Regions from separate parts of the Anas platyrhynchos genome. Here region 2 is linked to region 1. The links are chromatin contacts, called in public Hi-C maps. All regions are on one chromosome and are shown on one strand. Each heading gives the region's core, a stretch centred on a gene start, on an enhancer-like site or on the middle of the called end of the contact. The rest is flanking DNA. Distances are from core to core; before and after follow the strand shown. Region 1 has its middle 270 kb from the start of ID2. Region 2 holds the start of ID2 (inhibitor of DNA binding 2).

Region 1 (3,089 bases), core at 411-2,910:
TTTGCCTGATTCATGCAGAGCGACTGGTTTCAACCAAAGAAAAGGCTTCTCCTTTTTGTAATTTCTCATCAACTTTACCGACACTGTGAGTTTCACTTCACAGATCCTATGTCACCCTTTTTTTCCAAAATAAAACTTTGGAGGCTTTAATGAAGTTGTAGATTTTTAATTGGAAAAAAAAAAAAAAAAAAAGACCAAAAAAATAAGTGCTGCTGATAACATAGCAGCAAGTGAAAAACAGATACTTGTATTTGTCTGCATGTTATGGAAGAGAACAAATATGTTTCTTTAGCTAATGCAATGATTTTTAGCATATATTATGAAATGATCCACTTTCCCTATTGCACTTATTTTGATATTTCTTTAAAAAACAAACAAACAAACAAAAAAAACAAACCAAAAAACCAAAGCTAAGAACCTCTTCTGGCTCTTTTGAAATCCACCAGCTCTCACAGCATAGGGTGTGTAACTTCTACTACTGTACTATAAATATAGTATTTGCTCTCATATTGTGCTTTTTCATTGAAATAGCTGAATCATATTACAAGTAAGGTGAATTAGGAATGACGGGGGTTTTCATATAAGAAATTTTGGCGAAAACAATATTTTTCACTTTTGGAAATATTTTTTTTTTAATTATAAAAATAGATCTTTTTTATTTTTCTTTTCCTTTTAAGTTTGTCTTGAGAAAAAAGGTACTGTTTGCCATGAAGACCAAAAAAACCCACATATTTTCACTTCAGTGAACAGCTGCAAGACAGCAATAAATTTCCAACAAAAAATTTTGGTTTATCTTAATTAGAACCATTATTTAAGACATAGTCTACCCTTAATGGGTGAATTATATGTATTTTATGAAAGAGTAAGCAGAGATATTACTAGTTCTTTAGGCTTTTAAGGTGAATTGGTGCAGTCAGAAGAGAAGTATAGATTTTGCATCCCCAGCTCCTGTTCACAGCACTAAGTCAGCCAAAAATAGTACTTTACAATATGAGGGAGAGCAACTGGAGCCATTTCCAGTACGATTCTGCTTTCTCACGAGATCAACAGGTAATAATGAATACATTTTTGATATTCTAGCTAGTTCCTATAGGATTGTTATTCATGGTATTAGAGTTGGTGAAACTTTTCACCAATGGATTCCAAGAACACTTTTCTTAACATTTATACTCTGGCATAATTTCCATTAATGCAGCTTTTCCTAATTTTTACCAACACAGGAGCTAGATAAGAATCAGGCCCACTGCGTTATACCAAGAGGAGATTATTTCTTGGGACTACACAAATATCTCTGGTTCCTACTGTCTCTCGCTGGCTGATGTTTACTCCCTGAGATAAGCGCACTTTTTTTGTGGCTACTCCTACATGTCATTAACCATGTGGTCTACAATGTATTTTGGAGTCTAGCTGGCTTTTGCCAAAGAGCACATAGGACCATGCTCTCTATGTCTCTGTAGAAACCCACCTATAGCCCAGCCCATTTTAATGTTTTTTGGTTTGAGGATTAAGTTATTAGTTTCACAGTCAAATATATGCATTTCTCATTCTGGTTATTCTCTTCACAATTAATCAATCTGACTAGGAGGCTGATCTGATCTCATCAGCTACATAGCTAGAAAGCAGAGAGAAAAAACAGAACCCTTCTGATATGGTGGCTGCATTCCTTCTGTGTATGCCTCCTGGAGAGTGGTTTACCACAGAGTCTCCTGTTTGTACATATAGGGCTGTCCTCCCCCTTTGCGACATAACAACAACATGATGTGAAAATAAATTGAAAAACTCCCAGGAATGTTCCTCTCCAAGGCATATGTGCATATCCAAATGCACACAAGTGAGCTCGTGTACAAACTCAAATGAACACAATATGTGTGCACACGCACAAACTCACGTGCTGTCACATTTGGCTCAATAGCCAGCGTGGTTAAATAATGTCAATAGCAGAAAGCCTTACGGTGCTGACACTTCCTCTGGCTGTAAAATATTTACTGTTCCTTTAAAACTGTGAATTAAAAAAAAAAAAAAAAAAAAGGTCAGTCTGTATACTGAACAAGGAGTAAAAAAAAAATCCTTTTTTTATTAGAAAACACTTGAAACTTATCATGTGCAGCAGATGGGAGTAGAAAATGCAGCTTGAAGACAGTTATATAAATATATCCTTGATGTCTGTTTTGCTTTTCAATTTGCAGTGAAAAGTACAAAGGTAGAGTACAGCGCCAGTCAGGGCTGCACTGTGTCTCTTGATATCCATTCCAGATGTTGGCTAGACTTCGTGGAGCCAGGCTTATGGCACTGAGGCTGGAGCTAGTTGTCTTTTCCTCCAGGTGTGATGCTTCATGCTGATCCCCCCACATGCTAGCCTGTCTTATCCAAACACACTAAGCTCTGTGACAGGCATCTACCACCTTTTTGACCAAAATTCACCTCTCCCCCCCAACCCCCCCACCTCCGTGCTTTCCACCCAGCCCAACTTCTTTCAGCTTGATGGGCTCTGCAGACAAGCCCACTTGTCCCTGCCTATCATTCTGTCACTTCAAAAGCAAGTCCCCCTAAAAAAATGAGCTCTGACGTGGTTCTCAAATAATGCTAGTCAGTTAGTAGCTGCTTTGAATATTCCTCTTTGTGTTTTGAGAGTGTCTGGAGGTACTATTTGACACCGAGTATGTCTGCCAAGCCTCTAATGGTAGTTCTCTGTTTGTGCATGCTTGTAAAGGATTTTACACTGTAATATTTTAACTCCCTGATTAAACATTGCTAAGCACAGAAGTATATCATAAATCTTACAGGCGCCAACTCCATTTATCTGAATGTTAGTTACTGTCTACGGTGGGTAAACAAATTACAGCACAGTTTATTACAATATATGGGGCCACGATGTAGCTCTATTAATATCTTGTACCCCCTGGAAATATATTGTTGGCTCACAGTCTGAATTTTCTCTCCTCAACAATTAAAAACAAATTCTGAATGGAGGGTGGGAGGGTGCATGTTAGAGGGAGGGGGAAGCATCAGGCACTTTCAAGGGGAAACTTGCTGGGAGTAACAATAATGAGCTGCAATATCAAATTACTACTATCCTGGGTTTGAGGTCA
Region 2 (3,089 bases), core at 298-2,797, 270 kb before region 1:
TAACGTGGATTTCCCCCCTCCAGATACAGCTGAAAAATAAATTCAGCACCTCAAAAAAAAATCTTGTAGACATTTTCTTGTGCAAAAAAAAAAAAAAAAACTCATCAGTGGAACACCTGCAAGAGATTGAAAAGAGGCATATTTAGGAGAATGCTAACAGGGCAGAGATCCGGACAGACTGGCGCCAGAGAGGAAGCCACAGTTTGAACATTTAACCAAACACTCAAAGATTGGGCAAACCCTGGCGTCCAGATGCAACACATACACGCTCACACACTCGCTCTCAAGAGCGCAAATTGAACATTAAAATAACATACACTCAAGGGAAAGGGTAGAAAGAGGATTCTCAGCCCAATCTCTATTTAGATCTCTGCAAACGCAATGCTCAGAGGCGCCAGTCTGCCTCTTAGAGCAATTATTTGATTAAAAGCAGTCACTTATTTAACTGATAGTGCAGACGATCCCACATCACAGAATTCACGGAATTGTGCCAAGATTCCCAACTTAATCAGTCACTTTGGCCCAGGAAGTTAAGACTTCAAGAAGAGATAACCAGGGAATTCGCTTTAAGCAGTAGCAGAGCAGACAGCCTGTGCTGCTTAATGAACCCTAGCAGCAAGACACACTTTGGACTGCAAGACTCAGTTGGGAGGCTAGTGTTTTGTTTTTTTTTTTTACAGCCGGATTAGGATTATTGGTAATAACAAGAGGATTATAAGCAATAGTAAGTCAATTCTAAGCAAACTTTTAGGAGCGATTTGTTTTGCATGTGACAGTCATCCGGGGGGGGGGGGAATCCCATTCAAAGCCCAACCACTTTCATCTGAACTTTTTATTTTAAGCAAAATAGAAGGTGTGTTCTACTCACCGTCGGATTCAGCCACAAAGTGCTTTGCTGTCACTTGACATGAGTTCTGAGGGGAACTCGGCTGCCTGCAGGGAGAGAGCAGAGACCAGACCCCGCCGTTAGCCTGCTGGGCAGCACGGGCAGCCTTCAGAGGGGGGATCCCGGCTGCACCACCCCCGGGAACACCAAGGGAAGAGCCTTACCTGTAGGGAGAGGATGCTGATGTCTGTGTTGAGGGTGGTCAGCGGGGTCCTGGAGGCCGGGCTCTGTCCCGGCCGCTGGTGGTGCAGGCTGACGATGCTGGGGTGCGAGTCCAAGGCGATCTGCAGGTCCAGGATGTAGTCGATGACGTGCTGCAGGATTTCCATCTTGCTGACCTTCTTGTTCTGCGGGATGCTGGGCACCAGCTCCTTCAGCTTGGAGTAGCAGTCGTTCATGTTGTACAGCAAGCTCATGGGGTCGTCCACCGGGGTTTTGCTGCGGGAGATGCCCAGGTTGTGCTCCGAGAGGCTGTTTTTCCGCACGGACCTCACGGGGCTGAAGGCTTTCATCGCTGAAAGGCGGTGAGGGGAAAGGAAGGAAGGGCACGGAGCGGAGCGAGCTGTTTGCACGCGCGGTGGGGAGCCCAGCGGAGCGCCCTGCCTGCCTCCCTCAGCGCGCCGCCGCACCTCGCTCTGAGGCGCGGGGCCGCGCGGCCCCCCCTTTTATAGGCGCCGCGCCGCCGCGCCCGGCCCGCGCGCGCTGCCATTGGCTAGAGAGCACCCGTCAATCATCCCGAGAGCCCGCCCACTCGAGGAGCGGCCACGAAGGGGTGGGGGCCGCGCGGGCTTCCGCGTGCCCAGCCAATGGCGGCGCCGGGGGGGCGGGGCCCGGGCGCTCAGCTGAGGGAGTAAATAGTGCGCGGCGGGCGGGCGGGCTGAGCGCACGGGGCTGCGCGCGGCCGTTGGGACCGTTAGCGCCGGGCGGCCGTGAGGGAGCTGCCGCCGGCGGTAGCAGCCAGGGGGACATCAGTGGAAAAAAAAAAAAAGAAATAAAGCAATAAACGAGTTGTTTTTGTTTAATTGCAGGGTTCGTCTCAGGTTTTTAAGCCGAGCTCCTTCGCGTTTTCCATCCCCGTACTTAACACTGAGCAGCGCCTCAGGGAGAGCCGGCTCCGGCGGGGCGGCCGCGCACGACCAAAACTGACAGAACTCGCCCCAAAAAACGCCGCGCGGGCGCCAACAACCCCGCGAAGCCAATTAACATCCCCACTAATTACCCGCGCGGCTCCCCCTTCCCAAGCAGCCCCGCCGTGGGGGGCCCCGCGGCCTTTCCCCCCCCCCATCCCTCACCCCTCACCCGTCCCCCTTTGCATCCCCCCCCCGGGGGGGGCCCCGGCGCTGCCCGGCCCCGCTCCTCCCCTCCCTCAGCCCGGGGCCGGCCGGGACTGCGCGGCGCCAGCCCCGTGACATCAGCCCCTCGCCGCCGCCCCCCCCTCGGCCCGCCCGCCCTCGCCGCCCGGGCCCGGCGGCGCCGCTGAGGCGGCTGCCATGGCGACCGGGGCTGCGCCCGCGGCGGCGGCAGGCAGGCGGCAGGCAGGCGGCGGGCCCGGCCCCGCTTCCCCCTCCCGGGCGCACCTGCAGCGGGGGCAGCCCGAGCCGGACGCCTCACGGCCCGCCTCAGGGAGGGGGTGCTGAGGGGGTTTGGGGGGGGTTCACGAGGCTCCGGAGGGGTTTTGGGGGTTTTTGTGAGGTAAAAAATGCGGCCCCCCCCTCCCCTCACTCCTCGCTCAGTTTTGGGGCGCCTGAGGGAAATGGCGGGGGGGGAGAAAAAGGGGGGGGGGGGGCGCTGCCCTCGCCGCTGTTAGCGACGTTTATTTATCGAGGAATAAGCGCGAATGGTTTTAATTGCCTCAAACGGGACTTGAAATGAAATAAAATAAAATAAAAAAATAAAAATCTGTGAAGCTTGGCCCCTTCCCAAGCCATCGGCACCGCCGCGTAGGTTTTGGTGCGGGGCTTCGCGGCGCGCCAGGTGAAATACCTCGGCCAGCCCCCCGCCCGCCTTTTGTCCGCCTCACGTCTCGGGTGCATTCAAAGAAAGGAGTTTGAAGAAGTTTGGGGTGTGTTTTTTTTCTCTCCCACCCCCCCCTCTTTTATTCCTTTCGAGCGGGGGGGGGGGGGGGGGGGGGGGAGACTCTCTGCACGCGAAATATTGAGTTACAACTTCTGCGAAACGCACCGGGCTGTAACAGCGTTTTCGA

Evidence for each region. Hi-C and Micro-C count contacts between places; a contact is called where the count stands out from the background.
Region 2: a contact with region 1 is called in a Hi-C map of liver, with 2.0 times the contacts expected there. The contact joins the promoter of ID2 here to the enhancer-like site in region 1.

Annotation. Positions count from the first base shown.
Region 1 is chr3:104,266,077-104,269,165 of IASCAAS_PekinDuck_T2T, reverse strand. No RefSeq gene overlaps it. Among named protein-coding and RNA genes, the nearest start is that of ID2, 270 kb to the left of the region's middle. Within about 2 kb of position 1,660, at least 1 of the 8 cell types and tissues checked has an H3K27ac peak or open chromatin away from gene starts, as enhancers often do.
Region 2 is chr3:104,539,680-104,542,768 of IASCAAS_PekinDuck_T2T, reverse strand. ID2 (inhibitor of DNA binding 2) reads right to left here and starts at 1,547. Exons shown (of 3, transcript XM_005014170.6): 1 at 1,051-1,547; 2 at 869-933; 3 at 1-116. The coding sequence starts at 1,398. The coding sequence ends at 877.